Regions from separate parts of the Lactuca sativa genome. Here region 2 is linked to region 1. The links are chromatin contacts, called in public Hi-C maps. All regions are on one chromosome and are shown on one strand. Each heading gives the region's core, a stretch centred on a gene start, on an enhancer-like site or on the middle of the called end of the contact. The rest is flanking DNA. Distances are from core to core; before and after follow the strand shown. Region 1 holds the start of LOC111886329 (acyl-coenzyme A thioesterase 2, chloroplastic). Region 2 holds the start of LOC111886321 (shewanella-like protein phosphatase 2).

What was found. Hi-C and Micro-C count contacts between places; a contact is called where the count stands out from the background.
Region 2: a contact with region 1 is called in a Hi-C map of leaf, with 7 times the contacts expected there. The contact joins the promoter of LOC111886321 here to the promoter of LOC111886329 in region 1. A contact is called at or near these places in 2 of 4 Hi-C or Micro-C datasets (both in leaf).

Annotation. Positions count from the first base shown.
Region 1 is chr2:103,505,452-103,510,773 of Lsat_Salinas_v11, reverse strand. LOC111886329 (acyl-coenzyme A thioesterase 2, chloroplastic) reads left to right here and starts at 2,614. Exons shown (of 5, transcript XM_042899139.2): 1 at 2,614-2,986; 2 at 3,068-3,702; 3 at 3,804-4,454; 4 at 4,987-5,115; 5 at 5,227-5,322. The coding sequence starts at 3,103.
Region 2 is chr2:103,695,277-103,700,598 of Lsat_Salinas_v11, reverse strand. LOC111886321 (shewanella-like protein phosphatase 2) reads right to left here and starts at 2,185. Exons shown (of 2, transcript XM_042899140.2): 1 at 900-2,185; 2 at 36-460. The coding sequence starts at 2,018. The coding sequence ends at 356.

The sequences.
Region 1 (5,322 bases), core at 1,365-3,864:
AAGTTAAGGGTCAGGATACCCCGAATGATTATCAAAAGTTAAGAGGGATTTTGTGAGAGATTTGGGATAGAGAGAGATATAGTGAGAGAGATTAAGAGACACTTTGTTTGTGACCTTTGTTAGGGTTTAGCCTAGTAATGCAAGGTTTGTAAACCCCATTATGCCTTGAAATGAGTGTTTTAGACCACCCGTATTACCTCACTCACCCTGGTTAGGGTTTAGAATTTCTAAACATTTAAAACTTATGAGTGATACTTTGTATTATGATAGAGGGTTGTACGTAATAAGACATAGAGTATATCCTATCATACAAGCACTAAATAAGTTTATCGGTTTGACTTGTTGACTTGTTGACTTGACTTGACTTTGACAGTTGTCACAAGTCTATCCGGGACGCCATGGGTATGTTGGCCTTCAGCACAAAGCAAATCCGCCTCAACCCAACCACTCTCACACACACATACACACACACACACACACACATATATATATATATATATATATATATATAATAGATAACTATACAATTAACCAGCCAATAACAAACAGACAGATCTTGCAGATCACTAAGCATATCATTATCCTATCTACCAGGATACAGATCTAACAGATCACTACGATACTCAATCTTGCAATAATTAGGATAACAATCCAAAAGGGCCAACCTTGGTGCCTTCGAACCAACAAGTATAGTAAGGAACACTCAACTCTCGATCTGATCCATAGTTGATGAGGTCCCGACTTCGAATCTCAGCTCCAACCAATACATATCCATCCAAATGACCAACACACCGTGTGTTAGGAGGCAAAATGTTGTGTTACTCTTAATGAGACCCGCGCCTTTTCTTATCTCGACACCCCGTATTGGTGCCTCCAACACGTCGTGTTCAGTCCCAAAAGGTGATTTATACCCAAAGTTGCTCCTCAAATTCCAGGTGTTACAAAAATGGGTAAGGAGGTGAAAAATATTTATATTGAAAAGGTCAATAGTAGGTATGAGATTGACATTTTAAACCATGTATAATAGAGACTGATGACAACAAGACGCCTCAAGTGCATATGTTTGTGTCTAACGACCAAAATTAGATGATTTTATATGCTTAACAACTAGACGCGCAATGAATTAAAACCAAATGTTTCGGCATGATTTGTCCATTAGTTATTCTCAAAGTTAGACTTTTTGTAAACCAAATAGAGCAAATTGAAATTTAGGCGTGTTTGGGATTGCTTCTCAAACTCATTATTGACTTTTTGGAAAATGTAAGAATTTCTAACTTTCTGAAAAAGTCATTTTTTTCACTGAAAAATTAATGTTTACCAAACATCTTTCTAACTTATTGATTTTTTTTAAACTAATAAATCATTTTAAAAAACACTCGCAAACACCCCCTTGGTTTCTTTTTGTATTCAAAAGATTAGACCACTTTAAACGTGCGGTCTTTGTGCATCCCTATATGCATGGTTCTAAAAAGTGTGCCTCAAGGTATGACATGGATAGATGTGTGGTATAGTCGTTATGAAAACGTTTAAAACGGGTTTGTTAACGTGAAATAACGTATCAAGGCATGCATTATCGTGCTATGGCGCAAGTTTTTTTCAAATTCGGGTTTTTTTGTTTTTGATTTTATTTTTTTACTTGATAGGGCATAAAATAATGAAGTTTTTATTAACTTTTTTATATTAGATATTAATATATCACTTCTATAAACTTGATATATTTGATAAAATTCAATAATTATATGATTTATCTATTTTAATGCACATAAATTAGTCACACTTTGAAAAACAACATAACTTGCCAAATCTCATCATAACTTAACTTTGACATTGTAATCAAGTCACGTCTCACGTTATTTAGAACATTACCGATATGTCTCCATAGGTCGGTCACTATTAGGCTAATCGGAGTTGAAGGTTTTCCACGCGTGAAAATCCTACCTGGCATAGCAAAAGACGCGTGAACACCGCCCAGGGCCGGTGCTCTGGCTGTGTCGTGAGTCTGAAGATAGGGTGAGACGACCAATCGGAGATGAGTTTGGCAACGGTCCATTTAACCCACAAAAATCCTACCATTAGCAAATTAAAAAAATCAATTTGAAACTTATCAACTACCACTATAAATACCCATTATTTTACTAACATTTTACACCACAAAATAGACAAAACTCTAAGTTTTTTAGAAAAAAAATGAATTAACGGAGGAAGCTCGTCGGCAAAAAACAGCAATCATCGACCTTCAAATTTTAAATACGGTATGCAACTGAATCTCAACCCGGAAAATTTAAGCGTGTTTTTAAAAATTCAACAAGAAATTCTCAAGAACTATCGCAACTAACTTCTATATTTTTTTTAATAATTTAGGTTTAATTTTCTATGTTTTTATGTTTTTTTAGTAATTTAGGTTTAGTTTTTTATGTTTTTTTTCAGTAATTTAGCTTTAACTTTCTATGTTTTGTAATTTAATGTATTGTGGTTGTAATTAATATAAAATAATTTATTATATTTTAAATTATGTTTTTTATTTAATTTAATCATAAAAAAATAAAAATAAAAAAATATATATCATGGAGTGGTTCACATTTTCCATTTATATAAAACATTTTCAATTTATTTGGTTGGTGGTGAGTTTACGGCGGCTTGGTTGCCACCACTCCCACAGTCTCTTCCTTCATCTAACATTCTCATCCGTTACGAAACTTGAAAACTGAAAAGGGTGATTTTCGATCATTTCATAAAGAACTCGATCAATTTATCTTCATCAAAATGTGAAACATAATTTCTTGCTTTTACCTATTTTTGGCAAGGGGGTAAGGAAGGTTTCATTTGATGGATCGATCATCTATGTCTGTCTCATACTTTATGACTACCATTATATTAGCAGAAAGTTTCTTGACAAATTGATTTCAATTTCAAACACATGGAACATTCACCATCACTTCCGGGGCCTCCCATGAAAGAAAGAAAAAAGTGTAGCAGACCTGACCTAGTAAGTAGGGGGATCGGTTAAAATCCATTGTGGTTGCCTATTTGATGTTTATTATGTATAACGTTATCTTTGTTTCTGTAGGTATAATTCCTCTTTCAATAAGAAAATCAAACGAAATGAGAGCACTAAGATTCGGTTATGGTGTTGCTGTTACAACATTAACGAAAAAACTCAGATACCCATCACTGTACACCACTCGTTTTCTCCTTTTGAATCACAATTACGATTATCGATGTCGTAACCCACACAAAAGCTTGAATCTTTCCTCGAAAAATCCCCAAATATTCAATCGTTTGTTTTGTAGTTTCAGGTCATATTCCTCTTCGGGGCCACCAGACCCACCTTCGATCAGCGGAATCGATCCCAATTCTGTTGCCTCCACTGTATCTTGCCCTAATTCTCAACGTCTTCAAGATGACGATGTGTCCGCCATTGACGCCGGTTCTTCCTTGCGCAAGCCTGTCTGTATGTGGCCTGGTATGTATCATTCACCGGCCACAAATGCTCTTTGGCAAGCGAGATCCATTTTCGACACCCCTTCTTCGGATGTCGACTCCATTACTGAAAAAACTCCATCGCACAGCCGGACTACCATTCTTTACCCTTTTTCTTCCGATTACATTCTCAGAGAACAGTACAGGAATCCATGGAACGGAATTCGTGCGGGGAAATTGCTTGAAGACCTTGATGCTCTCGCGGGTACCATCTCCTTCAAAGTACGCCCCTTTACCTTCTCTTTTGTCAGATTATATGCATTCATGAGAGAACATCGTGATTATAACAGTTGTGGTTTCTGTTGGATCTGTGAAACAAACAGCACTGCTTCAATAATGCAGGCATGGCGGATTCCTTGTTGCTAGTGACTGCTTCTGTGGACAAAATGGTTATCAAAAAGCCGATTCTTGTTGACATTGATTTGAAAATAGTTGGAGCTGTTACTTGGGTTGGTCGTTCTTCCATGGAGATTCAGTTAGAAGTCCTTCAACCCACTGAAGAAACATCCGATCCTCTAGACTCGCAAGCTTTAGTCGCCAACTTCACTTTTGTGGCGCGTGATTCCAAAACTGGAAAATCAGCAATAATCAATCAAATCACACCCGAGACTGAAAGGGAGAAATCCCTATGGAAAGAAGCAGAAGAGAGGAACAAATTAAGGAAAAAGAGAAGACAAGAAAAGAAGAAGGAGATTGAAAACGAAAAGGAAGCAGAGAGGCTGAATGCATTGTTGGCTGAAGGACGTGTGTTCATTGACATGCCAGCTTTGGCTGATAGAGATAGTATTCTTATAAAGGACACGTGTCTACAAAACTCATTGGTATGTCAGCCACAACAAAGGAACACCCATGGAAGAATTTTTGGAGGGTTTTTGATGCGTAGAGCTTTTGAGCTTGCTTTTGCAACCGCTTATACTTTTGCTGGAAGTGCACCACTCTTTCTTGAGGTTGATCATGTTGATTTCTTGAAACCTGTAAGTGTTATATAAGGGTAAAATGGTCATTTACTCACATTCATATAGCTCATTTAGACTTTAGTCAAGAAGAGAAGAGAAACAGCTATACATGGTTATTTCTTTTGTACTTTATCAATGATTTAGGTGCTGTTTGTTTTTTGAAAAAAACCTCTTCAGACCTCTTATTACTGCGCAGCGCGCGCGCACACACGCGCATCACTTTTTATCTCGCCGCTGTTTGTTTTTCAGAAGTTTTCAGATTAAAAAACCTCTTCTTTTTGGCGCAGCACTTGTTTTGCCTCTTCCTACCTCTTTCAACCTCTTCTTTTTTTCTTGATAAAATATTGATTATATATTGAATAATAATTTGTTGATGAAATATCATTTTTTTATGCTAAAATATCTTTATTTTTTGTTAAAATGTCATTATTTTTTGCTGAAATATCATAAATTTTTGCCGTAATGTCATATATTATTAAATTTTCGGTATTAAAAAACTATTTTCGGATTATAAAATCAACTTATGTAATATGTGATTTGTTGATGCCAGGTGGACGTTGGAAATTTTTTGCGATTGAAGTCATGTGTTTTGTTCACAGAACTTGAGAATCCGGACAAACCGTTGATCAATGTGGAAGTGGTTGCTCATGTGACAAGGCCCGAGTTTAGATCTGCTGAGGTAAGGTCCAAATGTCTAAATATGCACATTATTATATTGATTGAATGCTTGCAAGTTTCCAAAACTTTTGTGAAATTGTAAATGATGGATGATTATTTGAATTTGGCAAAGGTATCCAACAAGTTCTACTTCACATTTACAACTTCTTCAGATGCCATGAGAAATGGTAGGATTCGTAGTGTTGTTCCAGCTACAGAGGAGGAGGCG
Region 2 (5,322 bases), core at 936-3,435, 190 kb before region 1:
TCGAGTCAATTAAAAAAAGCAATATCATTGCACCATTATAGATAATCTGAAAAGTTTATACACCTTGGATGGTAGTCAACATCTTATGCAACGTGGCCACCATCATGTAACTATTTTTTTTTAAGGGCAAGTGGACAAACATAAGAGACTACATAAGAGACTAGAAAAGTCTCTTATGTAATGTGTCCGCCATCATGTGAAATTCTTTTTTTTTTTTTTTTTAATGGCAAGCTCACAAACATAAGAGGCTAGAAAGTACAAAGAAAGAAAGGGGAAGAAACAAAACCAACAGAAAACAAACATAAGACTAGAAAAGTCTAGATAGAATATATAGCATTCAAGGATGGGTCCCAGCTTAAGGATTCCCCTTTTGGATTACTTGCATTGATCCATAAATATGACAAAGTTTGTTCTTCGTTTGAGCTTGAGGACTGAACCTTGAGGTTTCCGAAATTCCATTCTACCCATATAAATACCAGCAGATTATCGCCTCCAAAGTGGACCATCATGTTAACTTCATTTTTAGTTTAGATGCTAATCAACAATAATAAATAATAATCACTTAAACCTACTTTAATCCTTCAGCCGAGAGATTTTAACAGTAAAATGATTAACATAATTAAACCAAAAACTCAAGTTATAATTTTCCCCCAGATTTAATTTTCCAATTTAGAACCTCTCTAGCTATGAAACATTGTTGAATGTATGTCTTTGATTGCAACTTTGGAGTAATGAAATTCGTTTGCAAACTCAACGTAAATCAAATAAAAATCAGAACTTTCTTAACTATGCTTACAATCTCAATAATTTTCTAATTGATTAACAAGACTCAGTAATGTGTACATCTTGAGTGCTAAATTCAATTGTAATAAAAGAGAATATTAGGATTAAGCCTCAACCTGAATTGGTCGTGTTTCATGCTGCTTACGCATCATCAAATCGTGCCTATTCTGATCATACGCCGGATTTGATGTCAAGATTCGTAGACCAGAATCCTCACTGATCTCCAGAACCTCAGGCAACCCGTCAATACACCCCTTAGACATACCAACATCAATCCTTATCGCTTTGTTATTGCAAGATGCGTTTATACCACCCTTCTGAATAGTATGACCCATGATCATCCTCCTTGCACCCGGAATAGTCGCAAGAACATGTTCCAGCATACTACAATCGCAATCTTCAGCCACTTCGTTAGAAAATTTTCTTAGCCAAACAACTGAGCTTCGGGACATGACTAAATCCGAAGATACAGTCTCTTTCAATCCAGTAATCCAATCCCTCACCTCTTCGTTAATCCGTTCCAATCCATAAGCAACATGGTGAGGTAAGATCCCTCCATGAACAAACACGGACTCCCCAACAACAAGCACAGTCATGTTTTTAGACAAAAACCTACTTGCTATAGGACCCTGAGGTCTCAATGCAGCAATCCTTGCTCTAAACCCGTTTACGTATTCTTGTTTAACGCCAGGGAAACTTGTAGGTATCCCATCGTATATATCTTTAGGTTTCTCTAGTCCATCGCATAATCGCTTCATGTTGTTGCCTATAGTAAACCAATCAGCCCAATTTTGAAATTCATCAAGCCCAGATGGATCAGTACACCAAAAATCACCATAAACATTCATGATTTCGTGATTGCCGTTCATAGTGATGACATTACCGCCGACCTTCGCAGCCTGTCGTTTTAGTTTCTCGAGGAAGTAAAGGATTTTGAGTTCTTGTCCACCACGATCGAGGACATCTCCGACTTGTACAAGAGTGGAGGAGCCACCGGACCACTGGTCTTGGGAGTCGATGAGACCAGCAAGACGGAGGGCTTGTTTGGATTTGCGAAGGTCGCCATGAAGATCACCTATGGCTATTAGACGATTAGGGGAAGGGTAGGAGGTTTGAAAAACGGGAGGAGATGGTGGGTCGGGAAGGAAGATCTCGCTGACCGAAAAGTCGACGAAAGTGTCGACAAATGATGAATAGAGATTGGGCAGGTTTTTGCAGGTGTTGTCTGCATCCATTGTTTCTTGTTATGAAGAAAGGAAGAAGAACTGGGTGTAGTGGAGTTGTTTTTGTATGTGTCGGGCATTTGTTTATCGATCTCCAATATTGACTGTAAAGTCACGAACTTTCTCCGAAGGTAGCCATATATTATTATAATGAAATTCAGGAAATTGTGATCAGACCATTCGGTATCACAGAGGTTTCCGTGTTCCAAGGGCGGATCTAGAATTTCAAAATCGCACTCTATGTCAAAGAAACAATTTCAAAGGGGGGAAATATATATACCTATGTAAAAAAATGGGAAAAATACATATATCTATATAAAAAAAATTTAAACCATTGCGGGCATGGACCCCTTTACTCCCTTCTTAAATCTGCCTTGCAGCGGTCTATGCGGCAACGGACCACGGCTACGAACACCACCCAGGTCTTTCGTTTTGGCTCGTGATCGTTGTCCAATATGGTGCAGACAACGACAGATCACGACTAGTGAAAACTCTTTGCTTTGACATGATGGTTGACCATTGTAATAGCTAATTTTGATTTTTCATTTTTTCATTTAATTTTTACCGATATAAATATTACTAAAAACCGTCTAATTTTTCATACAATTATTCTCTCTTTATTCACATTAACACATTTGTATTGTTCTTAAATTCAAAAACTGAGGACCCCCAAAATAATGAATTTGTTAGAAGAGGAAGAAGAGAAGTTAACAGAAACATGATTTAGGTTTCGGAAGAAGAAGATGCTCAAATGTCTAGTTCTTTTGGGGAAAAGTTCGAAGCGTTTCCTATGATTTAATGGGTTGTGTAAATCAAAATGTTGATGAAGTATGTTCGAAATGATGCGATATGAAGGTAAAATGTTGCGAATTCAATGGAATTTACAACTTTATTATAAACAATCTACACAAAAACGATATCGATCCAGTTAATGTGGTCATGGATCAATATGAAAACACAAAACAAAAACATTTTCCACATCTCAATGTTTGGCAAAATTTGAAGAATTCCTCAAAATAGAATAACATTGTTTAAAAAAAATAGGATTACGGGTAGTTGTATTTGTTTATATTTTTTTAATGTGTTCTTTATTTTTATTTTAAATTGTCGTTTTTGTTAAATTAATGTAATGTCTTTTTTTGTTGAATGAAAAACTAGTTTTAAAAAAAATCTATGTTATTATTGTATTTTTGAATTAAATTATAGAAAAAATATGTGGAGTAGCATGTTAGTGATAGGTACCCCATGGGTTTATTGACGGGATGCGGTGATGCGGTGGCACACGCCATTATAATGGTGTAGAGGATATACCAGATGACTTTATATTAACTTGTGAGGGTGTGGAGGATATAAATTGCAGGGATGAACAAGGTGAGATATACCATTAACTTCATTGATATTAGCTAAATATAAACACCGTCATCTATCATGTACCAAATAAAAATCTATTCAATGTTGAGGTACCACTAGGGAAGGGAAAGAATCATACAAATGGTATCATCTATATCAAAGTTTTCGTTTCGAACTAAGTATTCGATATGGAAATGTTTACAATATTTTTATTAAGTCTCTTACTTGTTATAAAAATTTCGAATGGCTTTATCCTGGCATAGTTATAGAGAGAAACTGATTAAAGGGATTGTGAAACTAACTCCAGGGGTAGTTATGAGCACTACAGATTGAATTAATAAATGTTAAAGAGAGGTTCTTTAAATAAAATCCCCCTTTTATTTTATTTGAGCTTGTGTTTATCCAATATGTGAGGTGTTAGGTGGTTTATGTTCGTATTACTAACATCAATTAATGGATGGATATGGAAATGTTGATCTATGTAATAAGATTCCCATGATGAGTCCTCCTAACTTCTTCACAATAATATGGAAAATCTAAAGAATGGTACAAAGGACTGTAGCTTCAAAAAAGAAAAGCGGACTCGAAGTTGGAGGTCTAAAGGTACAAAACATAGCCCTTTTAACTAAATGGTGGTGTAGATTAAAGCTAGAGAAAGACAACCTCTAGAAATAATGAATAAATATCATAGATAATCTAAGGAGGAAACCGGTAACTTACATCACAAAAAATCAATCTCGAGGGCCTGGTGCAACATTCAAAAAGCCATTACAAGCCTTTCAAAATCTCACATTGATTTTAATATGATGTTTTCTCAAATCCCTCATTCCAACGTGGACATTTTGTTTTGGAAGGACATTTGGTATGGAAGAACAACACTCTAAGAGAGATTACCAAGACTATATGAGTTAGAAAAGAAAAAATGGTGCTTTGTCAATGAAAGAATCAACAACTCAACATTCTTCTAGCAAAGGAGGTTTCAATTAAACTGCTCAAAGGATGAAAGGATATTCTTCAGTTTTCAAATCTATGCTCCTTAATCACAAGTATGCCAAGTACGAATTCAGTAGGGGTTTTCGCTTTAATCCCAATCCTGATTGCATATATAAAGTTAATAGAATGAGGATGATAATAGACTCAAAGTCGGGAATTCCTGGTGGACCTCTAATTTAATGGAATAAAGGAATACCCTTAAATGTGAGGTGTTTCATCTGGGGGTTGTGCAGAATTGTCACACCCCCAAACCAGAACGGCGGAAACGTTCGAGGGCAGATGACGTCATATTCAGTATCATAATAGTTCTTAGTAAGGAAAGTACACACCACTATATATATATATATATATATATATATATATATATATATATATATATATATATATATATAAGTTTCAAAATGTTTACATAATTGTATTTGTTACATGTTCAAAAGATAAATACATAAAGATCTTTCAAAAGAAGTAATTAACGTCAGAGCGTTAATCCCCAAAAGTTGGTTTCCAAACCTGCTTAGCGGTTCCCTGAGAATACAAGTTATTTCAAAGAAAAAGTGTCAACAATTAAGTTGGTGAGTTCATAAGCGGTTTTGAGAAAATATATACCATTCCAAAGTTCGTGCGTTTTCCAAGAAAATCCCTTATTTCCTTATAAAAGTATAAAAGACGTATAAATGTTCGTGTTATGAAATTTAAATAGTTGTACTAGGAAAATCCCTTATTTTCCTATTAGTTGATTGTTTTGGATACATGAAAATCCCTTATTTCCTTATAAAAGTATAAAATGCATATGAATGTTCGTGTTGTGAATTATAAATAGTTGTACCAGGAAAATCCCTTATTTTCTTATTAGTTGATTGTTTTAGATACAGGAAAATCCCTTATTTTCCTAAAGTAATAGGCAGTCTCTAATGTCCAAGACCGAAAATCGCAAGCAACTGAAATGCATAAAGGATTGAGGCGAAGTTTTATA